Linked DNA regions of Mus musculus: regions 1, 3, 4, 5, 6 and 7 are each linked to region 2. Evidence: chromatin contacts called from public HiCAR-type and promoter capture Hi-C data. All regions are on one chromosome and are shown on one strand. The core of a region is the stretch at or near the end of the contact, and the rest is flanking DNA. Distances in the headings are between cores, read along the strand shown. Region 1 overlaps Sulf1 (sulfatase 1). Region 2 holds the start of A830018L16Rik (RIKEN cDNA A830018L16 gene). Region 3 overlaps Sulf1 (sulfatase 1). Region 4 overlaps Sulf1 (sulfatase 1). Region 5 holds the start of Slco5a1 (solute carrier organic anion transporter family, member 5A1). Region 6 holds the start of Ncoa2 (nuclear receptor coactivator 2). Region 7 holds the start of Sulf1 (sulfatase 1).

Region 1 (2,700 bases), core at 13-2,512, 1.4 Mb before region 2:
GCTCTCAGGAGTGACAAACTGGAAATAAAAGCTTACTTAAGTCACACTGTTGGCCATAAAGACAGAGTTCTCAAGGACTGGCCAACATTTCACAAGAGGCAGAAGGAATCTAGTCTGCCTTCACCCCCCATCCTCCTCCCCCCTCCCTTCAGAAGACTCTAGCTCCTAGCCCAGGGCAGATCATGGAAGTTAATTTAATTTCTCCCACTTATTATTTATAAAATATAAACAAACACTTATAATTTATAGGATAGCTATAAAAAAAAAGTCCAGTGGCCATATTAAAGTCAAAGGTTTTGCTCCGAGATATTTTTCAAGTAAGCTTAAAATTCAGGTTAGTTATATACAGCTAGTTTCAGGAGTTATACCAGGAAATATTATTTTCAGATCTTTTATCCCATTAGTTCACTAGATCATTCCAGTCCTTTCCTGGCAAGATCCACATGCTTGCTATTTTGTGGCTGTGCACTTATCCCCAGATGACTAATAAGCATAGCTGTACACGTCAGGAAGAGTGCAAACATGGCCTGAGGTCACCGAACATGTTACAGTGTGACCAGTGAGAAGTGAGTGGAAGGCCACTAAGAAAATCAATTCATTCATCTTCTCCATAGAGCATAGACGGACTGCAAATTATCAGCCTATTCTTATCGACACCGGCCTGACTTACAGCATTTTCTTCCAATCTAATTCACCGATCTATCTCAGATCACGATCTCAACACACAAACAGAAACAGATTAGCTCCGAGGAGCTGCACCAGGGCAGGGGTTTATAGCCATCAATTCACTGACATTTACAGGTTTACAGGATGTTGCTTGTCTCTAGGACCTGTAGTAACTTGAAATTTACCCCAGGAATGTCTTGGTTTACTGCCTGAACAGAAGATGGAGAACATTTTAGGAAGTGGAAACATTTTACTCAACTTTAGTCTCTAAAGTTGATACTTGTCTTGTTTGTAAGACAAAAAGCCTTCCTGGGCTTCTGGCTCAGACTATGATCTTTGCTCATGGATGTTTGAACAAGTTGATGTCTACTTGCCCGGTAGTATTTACAGATACATGCTTACTGGAGGAATAGTCTTTAACATTCATCTGGACTCCTCAGCTTCCCACACCCAGTAGAGTTCCACGCCTAGAATTTAGTTTCTCACTAAGGACTCTACTTTGTTTTCCAACTTTCATTTCTCAGCACACACAAGAGCAGTTCTTGTCACACAGAGAAGGAGTTGATGTAATTAAATCAGCTGATGTGCCCTGAAAGTAAAACCAGACATTCGTGAAAGCTGATCACCAGGGGCCATTCTGAACAATGCCTATTTCAAAGCAGCCCTAAGCACGCTCTTCTCTTTACCAAATTGGTTCCACGAAATGGAGGGAGGTGTTATTAAAACCTGATGTGATGCTGATATCAGAGATTATAATGCCTTGGGGTTGTACTGATTTGAATGTCCAAGCTTTGAAAGCACGGGGCAACTGTCAATGATATTGATAAGCTTGGCAACACACAGAAGGTAAATGATTCTTAACTTGTTACACTTGATTCTTACATGGCAACTGTCAATGATATTGATAAGCTTGGCGACACATAGAAGGTAAATGATTCTTCCTTGCTAATTGAGGGGAACAAAATTAAACACAGCTCTGCAAGTTTAGATTGTGTCTCGACATAAAGTTTGTATGTAAAAGTGAGAGGAAAGCAAAACAGTGTTCACTAATGGACAAATGAGCAAAATTTGGAAACTTAATAGCTATGATTCAAGAGGAGCTTGAGCCATTAAGAAGGAAGTCTTTGTAAAGCCTGAATGACAAGCACACCAGACTGCTGGCCCGCTACCGTCAAACAAGAAGCAAACGTGCCAAATACATCTGACAAGTTCATAGTCCTCAGTAGCCAGAGTAGATTCTTAGCCCTTCGAGTCTGGCTACTGATTTTCCAGGGCCCCAGCATTACCAGTGTTTCCAGTTCCGATGGAGCTCAGGATGTTGGTGATGTTTCCTGTGAAGCTTCTGTGTCTTGATTGTATTTAGTCACAATTAAGTATCCAGGATCACATTTGATACGTTTCTGGATGGAAGGCCAAGCTACTGTAAATCAAAGATTTCCAAAATCATGGAAGAAAACTGCTGCATGTGCCTTTATATTTCTGTTGTTCCAAATCAGAAATCTTCCAGAATTTGCATACTTACATGGCTAACTCATTTTCTTGGAGCGTGTAGCCCAAAAGAGAAGCTGAAGATCTAGACTGGACTCAAACTCCAAGTACTAGCTTTAATTTTCCACTTCCTGGCAACTAAGCCATTGACTTCTCTCCAGCTCCTAGGCTGTGCAGAAGGAAGCTTTCTTTCCTGGAAGAACTAACTCTACCATGCTTGGCTCTTAGTGTCAGAGCACTGGACGCTACAGTGGAGCTATTCCAGAGACCAATTCCACCATAAGACAAGGACTTGGAGGTCGAGTGCATAACTCAGGAAGCTCACTTGAAAGTTTGAATACTTGCTTTAGTGCGACTGATTGTACAATGGGCCTAGAAAGTTCCAAAGCAATGCTAGTATTGTTCGTCTATAGTATAGCTATTAAGTAGACAGCACTGCAAGGGGAAGGTGACTCAAGCCAACCCATTCGTTTTCATGAGATTGGGTTTCTCAGACTGAAACTCTAGCTAAGGCAGTTGGCTGATCACAAGGTGGAATGCAACCGA
Region 2 (2,867 bases), core at 320-2,819:
CCCAGGGAAAAAGACCTTTTTGTGCCCCCCAGGAGCTCTTTCAAGCAGTGGCATTAGTTGCACCTCACCTCGATGGTATTCATATCTCTGCTGCTCTAGTCTCCAAGAAGCTGCTCTGTTTTCAGATCACTAATGCATCCTTTTCCTCTTTCTCCCTAGCTCTTCAGCCTAAGCAATAGGAAGCTGCTTTTCAGGTATGTGCTGCGAGGAAGTCATAGGATAGACTTTCTATAGGAAGAATGCAGACTGCGGAACCTCAGGCATCCCAGGTGAGCCTGGCTACTTGAGTACCTGGCACTCCACACTTCCTCAGCTTGGGGTCAGCACCCTGACAACCTGCTGAACCGTAGCACTTAGGTGGTGCCTGCTTTCTGCCCCTAGGTCAGATTTTCCCTCTTGCTTAGCTTTTTTCTTCACTGTGTTCTTGTCATTAATTATTTGAAGGCGAAGGAAAACATCTCAAGACTGTGTCCTCAGAAAACAGGCATGTTTTCCTAAAACCCTTCTCTGCTCCTTTCCATCTCTGAGAACAGTGCAAAGGGTTCTAGTTTCAGCCACTGGACCAGCTTTAACATTTTTCCCCCAGCCGGGCAACCCCTCCACCTTTTTAGGTTCTACGACTGCCCATATTTAAAAGAAGAAAATTCAATATGCAAGATAGTGTGAATTCCCGGTGTGTGTGTGTGTGTGTGTGTGTGTGTGTGTGTGTGTGTGTGTGTAGATGTACACCTGGATTACCTGTCTCAACCTTAGTCCTGCCATATGGCTACTAGATGCATGACAGTCAGATGGCTCCAATTGTCCTGTTAGGCTGAAGTTAGGCCCTCCAGAGCTCACCTGTCAGTGTCTAGGTAACTGGCCAAGTGCCAGCAGGGCCGCGTTCCAGAACACCTAGTGGGACAGTCCTCCCTCTCCCGCGCATTTGCTCAGCCCCCTACCTTTGCTTAAGAAAATTCTGATTTTTTTTTTTTTTTTTCCTGCACCACCACCACCGCCTTCAAAGAGAGCGGGACCATTCCCCACCAGGGCTCCTTACCTCAAACAGAGGACCGATCTTGTTTTTCTCCAGGTAAGCCTGGATTCGGGTTTGTTGACGAGATGCCATGAGAAAACAGATGGGTCAGCAGAGAGAAGACAATGCGCCTCGGCTGGGGACAGCTCTACTCTACCCCAGGGCAGGAGCTCCGAGCCTGAGCTTTCTGGCACAGCGATGGCTAGCAACTCCGTTAGCAGCGAGCCCGAAGGGAGCAGGGCTCAGGGAACCCGGGCGAGGCTCTACCAACTCAGACAACTCCGAGGCAAGGAGAGAACTACATCGCATCCTGCAGCTCGCGCCCACCCGCTCTCCGCTTTCCGCAGCACCGCCGCCGAGGCGAAATCGCGGGCAGAGGCTGGTCTGTCCTCTGGGCGGCAGCAGCAGCAGGAGCCGGTGGCCGAAGGCGAGTGTCTGTGCAGTGCCTTCGCGAGCCGAGCGGGGGACAGCGCCGGCCGCAGGGGCGACAGCGCGCGGAACCGCCCAGAGCGCGCCACGGTGTGCGCCCAGCTCCTGGCTGCCAGGAACCAGCACCCAAGCTGCTCCCCGAGGCGGTGCTCGCTCCCTAGCGACAGAGCCGCTCAAAAAGCCAATGGTAAAGGTGCTTCTTTCAAAGTGCACATAAATCTGGTGCTTGTTGGCTACTCCTTGGCAGCTACACCCGCAGTTCCAAACCACTCAGCTTGATCTTCTCCTGGCCCAGCGCTCTGCCTTCACTAGGCTGGGATGAGAAAAAGCCGGAGATGAGAACTATGGCTGGGTTTTGCCGCGAAAACAAAGTTGCTTATGTTAAAAAGAAAAAAGAAAGGAACAGATATATCTATCTTGGCCTTGAGCAAGTCAGCCACAACCGGCGTTGCTGCCTGAGAACTGATTGAAAATTCCCGAAGTACAGACACCCAAAGGCTGGAAGCAACCCTTAGGCATTTGGCAGGGAGATGAAACAAAAGCAAGCCAGCTCTCTCTGCTTCCAAGTTTGCCTACACCTTCAGCTCTGTCTGCTACACCTCTGGCTACAGCTCAGGGGCTCTGAGCTCCCACCCAACAGTTATTCCTCCAGATACTTCAGAAGCACATCAACTTTACCTCATACCTTCTTACTATGAGACGACTTTTCAAGGTTAAGATCTGCAGTTATCACAAGGTTCCGTGTAGAGTTCTTTGCATTTAAAAAACCAAAAAACGATATAAAGCACTAAAACCCCAAAGATGAGTTGTCTGGTTCTAAACCATTTTGTATTGCCAAATCAGAACGTTTATACTAAAACTGTTGGCTGTCTCTACAATAATAGGCACGGATTTCTTTAAAACCAACTGCGACAGTGTAGATTTCTTCTTTTTCTGCACTGTGTTCAGGTTTCTGTGACCTGTATCTGTCCAAGCTTTTTCTCTCCGTTTTAAATTATCTAAGCATTGTGCAATAGTTAAGATGAGAATGGATTGTTCCAGGAAGTATTATAATAATTGCCTTTAATAATTCACATACACGAAATCTACTAGAGGAATTGGGCTATTAGCCACTATTGATAACTCGAAGCAGACATGATTTGGGGTGGAAAGATGTCAGAGCTGTTACTTTTACAATCAGCCTCATGACCCACCAGGTACAGGCAGGAGTAATGAACAGTGAGGAGTCCTGGTCTGTCACGTATTTCCTGTAACAGTTCAAAACTACAGTTACTTATGTACTTTTTCATAAGATTGGGAGATACTGACTATACATTAAATATGTTGTAGACTTGGCGTGAAGCCCTGTGAGTCACCTAAAGGCCCAAGTATTTTAAATTCCACATTGTACTAAAAGATCAGGACAGGCCTTCATCAAAATACATCT
Region 3 (2,700 bases), core at 51-2,550, 1.4 Mb before region 2:
AGGGGAGCTTGGTCCCTATAGGACCCCTTACTTTCCAGGTGCAGTAGTGGCTGCCATGACAGACGACGACTTGCACCACTATCACCTCAGGAAAAGAGGAAACCTGCTCCTGTTGTAGGATGCAGTTTGAAAACTTTCTGGCAGGGGACAGTGTTCCTGCTGCTAAGTGGGATGCTTGTATCAGGGGGCCTTGTAACCTTATTAATTCTAGCTGTGATTTTTCTTATGAGGTTTAAGTGTGAAATTTCCTTCCAGGAGGAAAGACAATCCCGTAACTCTGTGTACTGGCTATAAACCACTTTAAGAACCAGTGAAGACCAGTCCACCTAGATAAGGAATTCATGGCCCTCTAGTCTATTCTGTTCAGCACAAAAATGTCGCTTTAAGGAACTCTGAGTCTCTTAAGTGTTTTGTGTCCAATTAAACAGAACTTATTTGTTTCCAGACATAGAATGTGCACAGATTTGAGCCACTTCTCTAATATGCCACGAGGTGGCAGTAGACTATCATTCTTCAGTAGATGTTCCTCCTGTTTTCTGTAGTCTGTATCAATCAGTTACCTGAGAGTTTTTACTAAAAAAAAAAAAAAGAAACAAAAAACCTGTAGGCAGTAAGGATATGCTGTACTGAGTTCAACTAATTTGATACTGCCACTCAACAAGATACAAGCGTCTGACAACATTTAAAGATACAGTCTAAAACATGAAAAATATGCGTTTAAAAACTGCTCATGTCTTTCCTCTAAGGTTAAACACACATGAACTGATTGATACCTAAAATTTAACTTTTAAATCAAGTTAAGGCAGGCATATTAGAGCATTACCATGAAGGTAAAGTCAGATGGCTCTAACCCTCCCCCACTGGTCCCGAGGGACACCCGCTGCGTGTGTGGATGCCCTGGTCCCTAGGAAGTTACTAAGTGGATTTTTATTCTATACTAAGTGAAAATGCTCGCAAAGTAAAATTTCTAGCTGATCTTTGCTATCTTACTTTAAACTGAGCAATGATTTTTGCTTTTATCCTGAAATCTAGGCACCGAGAACATCTCATTTGTGTGTGAATCACGGGGGAGGTTGTCTTGAAAAGGGATCCTCCTGCCGCTGTATGTGTGTGGGGTGTGGGGGGGGGCTGGGGGGGGTCACAAGGTTGAGCTTACTTGGTGTTCCCTTGTTCCTCAGGAACTGCCTTTGATTCTTTCTCTGGCTTCTGCTCGAGCGATAGCCAGAGTCCCTACAATGGCACTCTTTGTCTTTGTCATGCAATCCGCGAGAGTAGAGGTTGCGTGCATTCTGACGGACCGTGAGCAGGTCGCTGGGTCCCTTACACTTGTGGATTCGGAGCTTGCCGGATGTGTCCTCGATGCACTGCCAGTTCTGCAAGAGCCAGCGGGAAGCAGTTGGCGATGCTGAGCCAGTTGTTATTTACAAAGCACCCTAGCAGTAGCTAGGTGTCCGTCAGTCCGGTCCCCCATCATCACCTCCCCCCTCCCCCACCCCTGCCCCGTCCCTCACTGCTAATTCCATTAAGGAGCATAAATGAAAGGGGACTGGCTTTTAAGTGACCCTGCAGTAACTGCTCAGTTCTATTTCGTTTGTGGCAGGCACATACAGATGACAAATCATTGGGAATCAGAACTGCCTCGATGACACTGGCGCTGATAAATGAATCCTCCGCCCCCAGACTAAACAGTCTTGAATGAACCGTGTTAAAACCCTTAGTGTCCCAACACGGAGCCAGCTGTCAGCGCTGCTTCCACCAGGACCCCAAACTGCCCCATTTGTTCTGGAAAAACAAACTTGCCTGCTTTGTTCTCTGCCTCTTGGTTTCTAAAGTGAGCCTGGGCAGAGTGGCAGAGGAGCAAGACGGAGAGGAATTTAATTTGAGGCCATTACCGGCAAAGCCAACTCTGGGTATCCCAGACATTGGCAAACTCATCGTGTTTTCTTTTGATTTTCCTTCTTCTCCTACAAACTCTTCACGCCCGCAGCATGTGGTGGGTCCCAGGGAGACTGATTCGACCTTCCCAGAAAATGCGCTCTGCGGGGGTGGTAGTGGGGGTCGCATTGGGGTTCCTAGTTCCTGTTTTGTCCACAGCTGTGGGAATGCAGCAAGTTCACAGTTCTGGTTCCAACAATGTCTTTTCACCCCGGGAGGCCTCTCAGAAGCCCCTCTCCATTCGAAAGGCCCAATAACTTCTTTACATTTCAGTTTTTCTCTTACAAGCCCTAAAGGACTCACTGGTCAGTAGGAAGAATCCTGGCCTTCATTTGAAGCTATGTTAGCAAGACAACAGAGTGAGCCTGGATAAGGACTAGCACTGTTAAATGTATCCTTTTCTCCCTCCCATATACAAGTGTCGCCTGTGTGCTATTATTGTGTGTATTTCAATGCATAGGTTTCTAAGCTGACACCAGCACAATATACGTATGCTCTAAATATCCATGCGGGCTGAGCCACACATAATTTCAGATAAGTCCTGTCTTGGTGGTAAGGACTTTAATCCTAGCACTTGGGAAGTAGAGGTAGGCGGATCTCTGAGTTCAAGGCCAGACCAGTCTACAGAGTAAGTTTCAGAACAGCCAGGCCTACACAGAGAAAACCTGTCTCAAAAACCTAAAGAAGTCATGTGTGAATAGGATACCCACTCTAGTAGTGTCTATGAGTAGCTCATATCTCCCACTGGTAAGCCAATACCACCAG
Region 4 (2,700 bases), core at 40-2,539, 1.4 Mb before region 2:
ACCTGGTTTGCTCACAGTCATCAGTTAAGCCCTGGAAGCGCCATTGCCAAAGGTACAAATGGTGCCTGGTAGAAGACATGAATTCCCACTAAAGGGATAACTGAAGAGCACAAAGCAACCCTGAGTCTGCACATGTGTGAGTGGGGTGCAGGGGGTTCCTCTAGGACTTGCACAACTCAACAAGCAAATTCTCTTCATGTGAATGTCTGGGTCAAAACAGTCCTGGGACATTAAACGACCGAGTCTCTGAGAATCATCTGCCATTCTTTTCAAACGAACCATCCCTTCCCATTTTTCCTCTTCCTTTTAATGACTACGTCAAAGAGAATCTTTGAATATCGGTGTTTGCTGCCTACCAGATAAATGATTCTGGAGCCAAGTGGTTCCAGTTTTTGGCCTGAAAGGATTCCCCCTTTCTAGAAAAGGCTGCAATGATAAGTGGGTACAGCAGAAGGGATGGAGTCCGCCTTTCCCGCTGGCTATGCAGCATGCGTGGTACAAACAGGATTAGATTAAGAAGCTGAGAAGGACAGAGAAGCTCGAAAATCCCCAAGCAAAGGTTTTGCACCCATGAACTGGGGCCCCGGGGTAGGGGAATTTGGGGGAGGAGTATGAGGTCAGAGCAAGACAGCACATTGGTCATGAAAGGTCTCCTAGTCTTTTACCAATTGTGGCCCCAAAGGGAATCCAGCTGTAAGAGATTACACAGGGTTTCTGCATAATACCCATCCTCCCCACACTGCCTTTGAAGTTAGGTCGGCTTAATTTAAAAATAAATCTAGTTGACTTTTTTTTAAAACCACAAAACCTCAACGCAAATAAAAATTACAATAGGCAACCGACATGCAGGCTCACGTGGGCAAATTACATCTTCCACCAGTTACCTTGATGTACTTGGCGCAGCCCCACCTCACTTTGAGGAGCCGGGAAACTTGCAGCAAATTACAAGCCTCAAATTGGACTCCTGGATTTACCAAATGACATATGTTAAATCTGGCTTATATTAAAAGGGAGAGTTCAGGGCCTGTTGTCAAAGCTGTCCACCCTCCCCCTGTAGTTTTCTGACTTTCTCAATATGGGAGATGACCTCTAGCTTAGAAGAGGACATTCCAGGTGGGATCCCAGCGGGGGGATCAGGGCTCTGGGGGCACACATTTGCTTTTTAAAGGAAGACAGACAGCCGCTGTTCCCCCCACCTCCCAAGAACAGCAGCTGTTCAGAGACCTGCAGGTGGAAGGTCCGGGGTGCTGGAACTGACAACATTGTTGAAAAGTGATCTTTTGCCAAAGACTGTGGTTGCCTCCTGCTGAGGTCTGCCAAATTCCTTGAAGATGCAGCCTTCTGTCCTCCAGTGATAATTAAGGCTTGCTTGCATAAGGACCTGACTTCAGTCTCCCCAAAGAGGGCCGGGAGCTGTCTCAGGGACAGCTTCACTGAAAGAACACTCCTTACAACTGGGAAACTGTCTTCAGTTGTTGGGTACCCCGCTCTCCTTTTGCAAAGTGCTCAGGCTAGCGGCTCTAGGCCACTGTTCCCTCTGTGTCCTCACACCGACCCAAGCTCCCAGGCACAGAGGTCCCCAACCCCAGAACAGGTGAGTTTTTTCCAACAATCCTTCCATCTTTCACCTTTAGCTAAATTGAAAGTATTGTCCTTTCTACTGAGGAATTGTTGAATATCAGTTTATGCTGCAGATACATAATCTGGCTCATTAGATGTATCACAGAAAAGTGGCCATCACTGATTGTCACTTTAAAATTGAGAGGACAAAGGATCAGATCATTGCTTTTTGAGTTTCTGTCCTTTCAATACAAAACAAGGCAACAAATGACCTAGAGGTATCGCTCTCTCAGGCTTGGTAACAATTCCAGCCTGTGAAGTGCAGGGTTCAGACAGATCTGCTTGTCCCCCACATCTGCAGCTCCCTATGACTGTCCCTGGGCTGGGAGGCAGGCTTTGTATTTGCCTCCCTGAGGCTTCTCTGTGTGCTGTTTTCCCCTGTCTGGCTTTTGTGGGTGTCTTGCTCAGGACTACACCGCATGCACACACCTGGTCGCCCAGTGAAGTTCAGTCTTCAACAGGATGCTAATTTTCTTCCCAGTTTGAGTCTTTTTTCCCTGAGTTACTTTTTGACTAAAATCAGGAAAAAGGATTCTGAAAAAAAAATCAACAATAACACCTTCCTCTTCCATGGTTACGTTTTTGTTGTTGTTGTTGTTGTTGTTGTTTTTGTTTTTTAAATAATAGAATGATTCTTAGTAGCCAAGAAATAGCTTCAAGAAATGCATGTGTTGTATATTAAATTCACATTGGTGAATATGAACTTTGTGGTTCCTTTTGAATATTGATGATCTTTGCTGTCATTCCAGTGAAAATATATTTCTTTTGTTGATGTATTGAACATCTGTTTTCTTCATTATTTTTCAGTTGCAAACACCAACAAAAAAGACGCTGATACTGATAGTGTTGTTCATTGAGTGGTGGGGTAGGTCTCGGTGCATAGTTAGCACAAGCCCATTCTACAATCTTCCTACACACTTGCAAAGCCTTGCCTTGGAGACTCTAGACCTGCTCTCCCATGTCAAGTCATCTTCCATTTCATTAAAATGGAGTTTCCATAATTGACTTTACGGAGATCTGCCCCACTTGACTTCAAACGTCTTTAGGCAGATAACATTTGAACGAATGCAGAGTAAGACC
Region 5 (2,703 bases), core at 141-2,640, 1.6 Mb before region 2:
AGTTGCGAAAGCTTGTGCGCCTAGCAGAGCGGCGAGCTGTGCCTGGCGGTTCTGTCCTCCCACCGGCTGTGTGTGTGTGTGTGTGTGTGTGTGTGTGTGTGTGTGTGTGCGTGCGCGCGCGCGGAGGGGATGTCCCTAGGATTCCGCGTTGGTTCCGAGAGCTCGGGGCGGGGATCCGCGTGTCCATCCCATGCGAGTCTGCGTCGCGATGCGGCTGCTCCCTCAGCCAGGGGCTCCGACGCCGGGATTCCCCAGCTCGGCGTGCAGCCACGGGTGGAGTTCCCCGGGAAGGCGCAGGGGTGAGCGGGCGGAGCCCAAGTGCCGGCTTGCAAGCCACTGGCAGTCCGGTCCTGAACAATACTGGGAGATGTTGTAGCCGCCTCTCTCATCTTTTTTCTTTTCGCAGCAGCATCACAAAAGCTCAGAACGAAACCCAACGCAGCAGAACCCCAATGCCTCCCATCTGGTGCACTTCGCCGCCGGGGCAGGAGGAGTATAGGGTTCCCCAAGATTAGGGATGGGGTTTACAGCGGAGGCGCACCTGTATTAGCGCTCGCTGAATTCAAACCAAGCGCTGGCTCGCACAAAGTGAACTCGTGTGTGTGTGTGTGTGTGTGTGTGTGTGTGTGTGTGTGTGTGTGTTATACTTCAGGCCTTCGCACACCTCACGCTCTCAGGGTGTGCTTGGCAAATAGCACACCTCCGGGCCGGCGTGCCTGTGTTGAGCCGTTTCGGTGGGCTCCCCGCGCACGCTGTGCCAGCTTGCCAGCGTCTCTTTGTTTGGTGTGGCTTCACTCAACCATTTGCAAAGCAAATTGATTTTCGGTTTCGCTCAACCTTGCGCTCTGGGACTTAACGTGGGCCACAGCCTCGAATGCCCTCGTTACTTGTAATTGAATATAGTTCTTTCCGGCAAGGGGCTATTTTTAGTGTAGAGAATAACCACGCAAGCATGTTGATCCCCTCCCCCCACGCGCTGTCTTTGACTTTAAGTAGGTGTTTGATGGAGCGGACGCATTCACATCTCGTCGCGCACACGTGCCAGTGTACAAGTGTGCACACATATTTCTACACGTAGTTTTCTTTCTACCGCTTAAAAATGTATTTTAAAATTTGAGACCAGGAATGTATTGTGTGCTTGTAAAAGGAAAAAAAAAACTTTCCTTTGTTCTTCTGGGAATCTTCTATTTTGAGTCATGGAGTAGGAGTACCAGAAGGTTGCTATTAGTTCACTCGAATAAAAGACACTGCCTTCTGAGTCAGAGCTGCCAGGCTGATAATTATTAACATATAAAAGCAAACGCACTGTTTAAGGCAAAAGGGGCGGGGCGGGGGCAGGCCCGCCGCAGACAATGAGCGAGAGTCTTGGCGGACCGCCTGCTGCTCATTGTTCCGGGACTTGAGGCTGCAGTCTCTGCAGGTCCCTCCTGCACGGTTCAGCTCCTGGCTAGCACCTCGGTCCCTCTGGGGTCCACGAGGTTACTTAGCACTAGTCACCGGACCCCGGGTTGCCAGCCCCAAGTGCATCCGTCCCTCTGACCATCAATTCTCTGCTTTACAGGTCGGCAGCTTCACGACCCTGTGTGTCACAAGCCTTGCGGTGGGCACCGAACACCCCTGGAGCCACAAAGTGGGATGTTGTTCGGACAGTTGCGCTAAGAGACCCCACACTGGGCCCAGGTCGCTCTAGCTTCTGGCCACCGTCTGAGAGGCGGCGGCGGAGGGGATGAGCACCGGACGCGCAAAGCGCCTACCGCGAGCTATCCCTGAGAGTGGACACCAAGCAGGACTCCTCGAAGGACCGCGTGGACCTTTACCTCCCCCGGTACAAGGTGGCTTCTTGTTGTGCCTCGGGTCAGGATGCTCTGGGCACCTCCCTGCTGCTGAGATGTTTTGCTTCCAGGCTCTGCCATCCCCAGCCCGGGTCTCAGGAGGAGACGACTGAGTGGGCCGGGCATCAGCCCCTCGTTCAGGTGGATGAAAAGTGCCGGAGGCCTTATATGGAATCAGCGATCACATTTTAAGAGCCATGGACGAAGGGGATGCGCAGTCTCGGGCCCAACAGCAGCTAGAGGCACCGTCTTCGGTTGGAGCTGTCCAAGAGAAGTGCGAGTCAGAGTCCTTCAGGTCTAAGAGTTTACCGGTCCTGCACAGCGCCTCCTGCCGGCAGAATTTCAGTGCTGGGAATGCAGATGGCAAACTGGCCTTGGGTTGCAATGAAGCTCCAGGTCGCCAGGAGACGCATCTAGGACGGAACTTGATAGTCCCCAGCCCTTCTGCTCCATCCACTTCGGCAGGCACTACAACGGAACTCATGGACTGTAACCACAGGATGGACCCCAGCAAAACTGTGTCAGTATCTTCCACTTTGGCCACACTCCAGGAGAGAAGGTGTCTCTACGTGGTCCTTACGGATTCTCGCTGCTTCTTAGTGTGCATGTGTTTTCTGACTTTCATCCAGGCGTTAATGGTCTCTGGGTACCTGAGCAGTGTCATCACCACCATCGAAAGGCGCTATAGCTTGAAGAGTTCTGAGTCAGGGCTGCTGGTCAGCTGCTTTGATATAGGAAACCTGGTGGTGGTGGTGTTCGTCAGCTACTTTGGTGGCCGTGGGCGAAGGCCCCTATGGCTGGCAGTGGGTGGACTTCTTATTGCCATCGGGGCTGCGCTCTTCGCTTTACCTCACTTTATCTCACCCCCCTA
Region 6 (2,700 bases), core at 91-2,590, 2.0 Mb before region 2:
TAAATATTTTCTAGCTATAGCCAAGTAGGCATATACTTTTCTTTTTCTTTGTCATAATAAACTGGAGCTAAAAAAAAAATACGATCAAAAAGCATGTTTTGCAATTAATGGACCTGGGCTCAAATCTTGCCCACCTTGCTTACTGTGTAACTCTACAAAAATTACTTCTTTAGGTTTCAATGTTTTATGAGGTATAAAAATAGCAATTACTTCGTAAGGTTTGAGGATTAAAATTTGGAGTGTGTGTGAATCACTTAATGCAGTGCCAAGTCGTTACAGTTCAATAAACACTTATTGTCTATGGCAAGTGACCTTTCATAAGAGTTAAAATAAGGAAACGTGTTCCTGTCATATTTTGATAACTTCCGTTAAGCAAACAAATGTTGCTCATTTCTTTCAACTAATTATATCTAAATGGAAAAGAAGTTGCTTTTCCAGTTAAAAACCAAACAACATTTAAACGTGAAAACTCCTCCACGTCTCCTTAATCCCAATACTCCATTGAGGATTTGATAATGGATTCCCCAATTAAAAAACAAAACAAAACTTTTGTTGTCTCACTGCGTGCGGAGAACACTCCCCTCGGTCTTTCTAAATACTGAGCAGCCTTTGCTTTGTCAGGCAATCCCGGGGTGGTACCCCGGTAAGTTCGCCTCCCGCGGTCACGCCCCTCTATCCCCTCCAGAGACCTCAGGGACAGCAATTGGGGAGGCGTATCCACGAAAAAACCGAGGGGACATGGTGGCCAAGGAGTGCGCCCCGGAACAGCGTCTGGGTGCAGAGGTGCGCCCGAGGGGTGCAGGCTGCCGGCTACCGGGCCCTGCCTGAGCGCGCGCGGGAGGCACCTCTGGGACTAGGTTTTCCGCGACCTTCTCGCCGCAGCGTCCCTGCCGTCGGAGGCGCGGCAGTCCCTTGGCCTCCACCCCCAGGCCCGGGCCAGTCCCCCTTTTTAGCTTTCTTTTGGGCATTGCCCTTTGCCCTCGCATGGAGTCCTCTGTTGACTCTCCCTTCACTTCCAGTCACCCATAGGTCACGGTCCCTAGACCACAGCCACCCATCTTGTCCAACTCCCCGAGCTCTGAAGTCTCGCCAGCCAGGGAGATGCTGAGGACCCCGCGGGTGGGGTAGCCCCGGTGTTCCCGGGCCCACGCTCGGGGGCGCGGGACGCAAGTTTCCGCCCGGTCCCCTGAGCGGTGACAGCGTTCGCTCGGAGGCGGCGGGGAGGCGGAGGGCGGGCCAGCCCCGTGCCCGAGCCCCCTCCCCTGCTCGCGAGCTCGCGCGGTCTGTGTCTCTCTCCGCAAGTGCAGAGCCGCGGAGGAGGAGGGGGAGGAGGAGGAGGGAGCTGGGGGAGGATCTCCATTGAAATAAACAACCAGGCAGCAGTTATTAACACGGGAACATGGCGGCCGCAGCCTGGGCTCCCGCGGCGGCGGCGGAGGTCAGCGCCGACGGCAGCCCGCACCTGACGGCGTGACGGCCACATTGGTAAGCGCGCCTCCCCTGGGGGCTCACGGGCGGCGGGCGGGGGGCGCCGCATTCCCACCCGGGCCGCTGCCCTTGGTGCGCGCAGCCCGGCGGAGCCGCGCGCCGGCCGGCCGGGCAGGCTGTTGTTGTGTGCGGGCACCGCTGCCCAGGCGTGCGGAGCCCGCGACGCCCATCCTCGAGGCGCGGCCGAGCCGGGGACTCGGCTCCCGGGGGGAGGGGGGAGGGCGGGAAGACGCCGAGTCCCCGGGAGAGAAAGGAGGCGCTCGGGCGCCGGGCGAGAGAGCTCGGGAGACGAGCCCTGGAGCGCGAGGCGGGTGGAGGCTGCAGCCCGCGGCGCCGGCCGAGAGGTGAGCACCAGGCTGGGAAGCGGCGGTTGTGCCGCGGGCCCCTGCTCCGGCCCCCTCGAGGCTGCGCGGCGCAGCCCGGGCAGGCGGGGGAAGCCCGGGCCGGCGGGCGCAGTCGCGGCCGGTGCTTTCTTCCCGGGAGGCGTGCGGCCACTGCTGCACGGGTGGGAGCCGGCCGAGGGGAGGCAGGACCTGGGAAGTGCCGGGGGTGTGTGAAGGTGACGCGGCCGGCAGGGGCGGCGGCGGGGGCTCGGGCGTCTGGGGGGCCTCGGGCTTGGGTGGCTTCGGGGCGGTAGCGCTCGGGCCGCGCAGGCCGGGCCGCGGTGGGGGCGGGGAGCCGGGGTCGGGCGGCGGCGGCGGTGGCGGCGCCGCGCCGGGCTCGCCCCTGACTTAACTTTCTGGGTGCGGGCATGTGTGCCGGAGGCGCGCTGGGGCCGCGGCCGGGGGCGGGAGGCGGGCTGCGGGCCAGGAGGTTCCGGGTTGGCTCGCCAGCGCCCCCTCTTCCGTACCCCTTCTGCGGCCCCTGCAGGGACAGGCCCTCGGGGGCCCCCCGCGGGAAGCGGGAGGGGTCCTGGCGGCCCTCGCGCCCCGGTCACGCCCTGGGCCGGGGACCCTCCTCTCCGGGCCCCTGGAGGCTCCCGGGGAGGCGTCCAGGGTCGGCGCCGCGGGCTGGAGTGCCCGCACCCCGCCCCTGGGGGAGTCCTGGAGGCGCCGCGGCCGCGCTCGGGGGTGGCTCGGTCCCTGCTTCCATGGTCCCTCCCTTTCCCCTCCCCCAAGTGGCTTCCGGGGCCTGCGGACTGAGGGGCGGGAATCGGGGACCCGAGCCCCTTACTCTCCGGGAGTGACGTTGGGCCTCAAGCCTAGAGGGCCT
Region 7 (2,810 bases), core at 129-2,628, 1.3 Mb before region 2:
GTTGCATGTAATGTCCCTTGTTATATTCCATTCAATTAAATCCTGGTGGGTGATTTTGGCAGAGCAGTTAGCCACACATCAGATGACAACTCACTTACTGTTGCTCGGCACCCCATGACCATTAATTTCCAATGACTAACTTGTAATTAAAATCTTTGTGTTTATTTGTTTATAGCCGGGGCTGAACATCTATTTACATTTAATTAACACTGTTTAAAGCCTATAAATGCAGCGACTTTAATGATCCATCCTAGCTATGCTGCTTTAGTTTTTCCTGACTTGTAAAACTCACACACAGATCTGCAAGTGAATTACATCCATCTGCTCCCCCGCAGCTGCAACCGGGCTACGTTAGAGAGCCATTTCCCCCTACCCCCCCTCTTTGCTTGGCTTCCAGCTCTAAGTATTTTTGTTTCAGAGCCGACCCAAAGACTGCACCGACGGGAGCCAGCCCTTTTCTCCTGAGGAGTTCCCGGACTTAGTCTTCAGAAATGATTAAAAGCCACTCTTGCTCCATCCCAAATCGACGCAATCTACCTTCCACAAATTCGGTTAACAAAGCGTTTCCGACTCTGCCGGCTTAGAAGAATCTTTTCTTATTGAGAAGAACGCAACAGTTTAAAGTGAACTCTTTAATGGTGAGAGCTAAAATCAACGCTTTCTTGGCCTTGCCCATCCTTGATGAGCAGTCTACACCTACTCTTCTGCGCCTATAACGGGAACCTCAAGGCACCCGGGCTCCCGAAGACAGTATCTTCGTTACACCTTCAAAAGCAACGCAGGAGAAGCATTAGCGCTACAAAGACAGCCGAGCCAGAGCTATGTGCACTGTTATCTGTCAGTCGTACAATAGCAGCATTGATGGAACGGCGAGGACCGGCTTTGACAAGTGTGCTGGGCTAGCATTACATTCCATTCCAAACTACGGCGAGAGAGAGAGAGAGAGAGAGAGAGAGAGAGAGAGAGAGAGAGAGAGAGAGAGAGAGAAGGAGAGGAGAGGAGAGGAGAGGAGAGGAGAGGAGAGGAGAGGAGAGGAGAGGAGAGGAGAGGAGAGGAGAGGAGAGGAGAGGAGAGGAGGAGAGGGAGAGGAGAGAGAGAATTGATTTGGTGTCTTTTACTTTACCTGAAAATACTGCGTTTCTTGTGGCTGCTGCAAATGAATTCCTCCTCCTCTTTCCCAAAGCCAAGTACTTGGATTTGCCTGCAACTCTCACTTGGAGAAGACCACACAGCTCCAGCAGGGCAGCCTTCCTTCTCTTAATCCCCACTCGAATGTGATGACACACACTAACCCCAACCATCTGTTGAAACACGTCCTCAAGCACTCAGCACAGTGCTGTGTCAAGACAGGCTGCCCAATCCAATTGCTGGGGCTGAGAGTCTCTTACGGATTGGAGGCGGAGGGCTGGGCAGGGACGGGGAGGTCGGAGAACTCCCCAGCCAAGTAACCTGAGATTTTCGGAGAGAAAGAACTGCTACAAAAGGAGGAGTGGGAGGTGCGGCGGGGAAGGTAGAGCGAATGAATTATTCTGGTGGCCAGTTGTGCGTTACTTTTCACAAGTCTCTGTGCTCCTGGGTGGGTGGAGGGGGTTCTCGGTGGGATGCCCAGGAACACTAAAAATCTTTTACAGCTAATCTATTGAGGGCAATGTCCTCAGCAAGCCGCTCCCCCCATCACCCCACGGGAGATAAAAGATTCTTCTTGTCATGCTGATAAAGTGTTAAATGTGGGAGTAGTTTGCACTGAAATGTGACATCTACATTTTGAAATCTAAACTCCTGCCTCCCTTTGATTGGGGGCGGCCGCCTCAAACATTCCTGAAAGGGCTTGGGGGGTGGTGTCGCAGCTTTGAGCCGAAACTTCTTTTTCTCACTGGGCTCTTCACGTGTCTCTCAGGCTAAACCAGAGAGACGGTCAATGAAAACCATTTCACTCTACTTCTCCAAAGCAACTCATGCTTTCCTAGATAAAGGTGGCTTTTAATCACTTTCTACACCCACAGCCATCTCGGTATTACAGCTCCTGGTACTAGAAGGCTACACTCTGCCAGTAATTGTTTTTATTGGTTTCTAGTTAATTGTGCTTATTACATCCGCGTAACTCAAGCGTCTCATTAATAATTTTGCTTTGAAATATTTTCAGTTTGGGGTTGTTTAAATACATCCTTCTTGTGTACTTTTTTCAAAATGCAGTTTTCTGAATTGTATTTATAAAAGTATTTACATTAATAACCTGATTCAGAAAAGTGTTAGATTTTTTTTACATATAAGAAGATATTGAGAAATAAATTCATTACTTAAAAAAAATCTTATTCTTTCAAAAATTCCATGAGACATCCAAGGAATTTGGATAATCTTAAAGAGTAAAGAGGAATTTTAAATACCATCTACTGCCTAACTGTGCCTGTTGGAAGCTAACATTTAACTATTACACCTTTTGAGGTTTGTGGTGAGAAAACCAATCATTTATGGGGTGGGGGAGGGTGGGGGAGGGTGGGGGAGGGTGGGGGAGGGTGGGGGAGGGGGTTAAACTTCCCTAAAGCCTAAAAGATCCAGATTACCGATAGGTAGCTGTGTTTGGCATATCAATGTCATGAAAATAATTTTTTCAGTTACAAGCAGCATTGGCTGATTGGCTTTCTTGTTGTTGTTGTCTCGCAAGGTTCTGTGATGTTATATAAGGATGCTTACAGTTGCTTCTGGTGCAAGTTTCCAAAGCACAGAGGACAGGAGAGGGTTTCTGTGAAGTGATCTCTCTCCCACGGGGTCATCAGGAGGAGGCAAGGAGAGTAGGATGGGGAGGTGGGAGC

Evidence for each region. Promoter capture Hi-C pulls out the DNA fragments that hold promoters and counts their contacts. HiCAR-type assays count read pairs that join an accessible place to other places.
Region 1: a promoter capture Hi-C map of hematopoietic stem and progenitor cells shows a contact between it and region 2, with 3 times the contacts expected there. The contact joins the enhancer-like site here to the promoter of A830018L16Rik in region 2. A contact is called at or near these places in 7 of 39 promoter capture datasets (the 3T3-L1 cell line, the C10 cell line, cranial neural crest and 3 more).
Region 3: a promoter capture Hi-C map of embryonic stem cells shows a contact between it and region 2, with 4 times the contacts expected there. The contact joins the enhancer-like site here to the promoter of A830018L16Rik in region 2. A contact is called at or near these places in 11 of 39 promoter capture datasets (the 3T3-L1 cell line, cranial neural crest, embryonic stem cells and 6 more), 6 of 484 Hi-C or Micro-C datasets (cerebral cortex, cortical neurons, cranial neural crest and 1 more) and 1 of 115 datasets of contacts at active chromatin or transcription factors (stem cell-derived neural progenitor cells).
Region 4: a contact with region 2 is called in a promoter capture Hi-C map of embryonic stem cells, with 5 times the contacts expected there. The contact joins the enhancer-like site here to the promoter of A830018L16Rik in region 2. A contact is called at or near these places in 6 of 39 promoter capture datasets (the 3T3-L1 cell line, embryonic stem cells, frontonasal cranial neural crest and 2 more) and 1 of 115 datasets of contacts at active chromatin or transcription factors (embryonic stem cells).
Region 5: a contact with region 2 is called in a HiCAR-type map of astrocytes, with 4 times the contacts expected there. The contact joins the promoter of Slco5a1 here to the promoter of A830018L16Rik in region 2. A contact is called at or near these places in 4 of 39 promoter capture datasets (cranial neural crest, hippocampal neurons, liver and 1 more) and 2 of 115 datasets of contacts at active chromatin or transcription factors (astrocytes and embryonic stem cells).
Region 6: a contact with region 2 is called in a HiCAR-type map of astrocytes, with 2.5 times the contacts expected there. The contact joins the promoter of Ncoa2 here to the promoter of A830018L16Rik in region 2. A contact is called at or near these places in 2 of 39 promoter capture datasets (cranial neural crest and hippocampal neurons) and 1 of 115 datasets of contacts at active chromatin or transcription factors (astrocytes).
Region 7: a HiCAR-type map of astrocytes shows a contact between it and region 2, with 4 times the contacts expected there. The contact joins the promoter of Sulf1 here to the promoter of A830018L16Rik in region 2. A contact is called at or near these places in 6 of 39 promoter capture datasets (the 3T3-L1 cell line, cranial neural crest, embryonic stem cells and 3 more) and 1 of 115 datasets of contacts at active chromatin or transcription factors (astrocytes).

Annotation. Positions count from the first base shown.
Region 1 is chr1:12,774,938-12,777,637 of GRCm38.p6, reverse strand. All of the region lies in intron 2 of Sulf1 (sulfatase 1), which reads right to left. Among named protein-coding and RNA genes, the nearest start is that of Sulf1, 84 kb to the right of the region's middle. Within about 2 kb of position 1,262, at least 40 of the 459 cell types and tissues checked have an H3K27ac peak or open chromatin away from gene starts, as enhancers often do.
Region 2 is chr1:11,412,807-11,415,673 of GRCm38.p6, reverse strand. It overlaps A830018L16Rik (RIKEN cDNA A830018L16 gene), which reads right to left and starts at 1,569. Exons shown (of 14, transcript NM_001160369.2): 1 at 1,037-1,569. The coding sequence starts at 1,105.
Region 3 is chr1:12,834,786-12,837,485 of GRCm38.p6, reverse strand. It overlaps Sulf1 (sulfatase 1), which reads right to left. Exons shown (of 22, transcript NM_001198565.1): 13 at 1,157-1,373. Among named protein-coding and RNA genes, the nearest start is that of Sulf1, 140 kb to the right of the region's middle. Within about 2 kb of position 1,300, at least 78 of the 459 cell types and tissues checked have an H3K27ac peak or open chromatin away from gene starts, as enhancers often do. A contact at or near this core is called in embryonic stem cells, stem cell-derived epiblast-like cells and stem cell-derived neural progenitor cells, where this site is marked.
Region 4 is chr1:12,813,105-12,815,804 of GRCm38.p6, reverse strand. All of the region lies in intron 7 of Sulf1 (sulfatase 1), which reads right to left. Among named protein-coding and RNA genes, the nearest start is that of Sulf1, 120 kb to the right of the region's middle. Within about 2 kb of position 1,289, at least 24 of the 459 cell types and tissues checked have an H3K27ac peak or open chromatin away from gene starts, as enhancers often do. A contact at or near this core is called in embryonic stem cells, where this site is marked.
Region 5 is chr1:12,989,822-12,992,524 of GRCm38.p6, reverse strand. Slco5a1 (solute carrier organic anion transporter family, member 5A1) reads left to right here and starts at 1,390. Exons shown (of 9, transcript NM_172841.2): 1 at 1,390-2,703. The coding sequence starts at 2,030.
Region 6 is chr1:13,372,723-13,375,422 of GRCm38.p6, reverse strand. It overlaps Ncoa2 (nuclear receptor coactivator 2), which reads left to right and starts at 1,340. Exons shown (of 23, transcript NM_008678.3): 1 at 1,340-1,485.
Region 7 is chr1:12,690,998-12,693,807 of GRCm38.p6, reverse strand. It overlaps Sulf1 (sulfatase 1), which reads right to left and starts at 1,378. Exons shown (of 22, transcript NM_001198565.1): 1 at 1,124-1,378.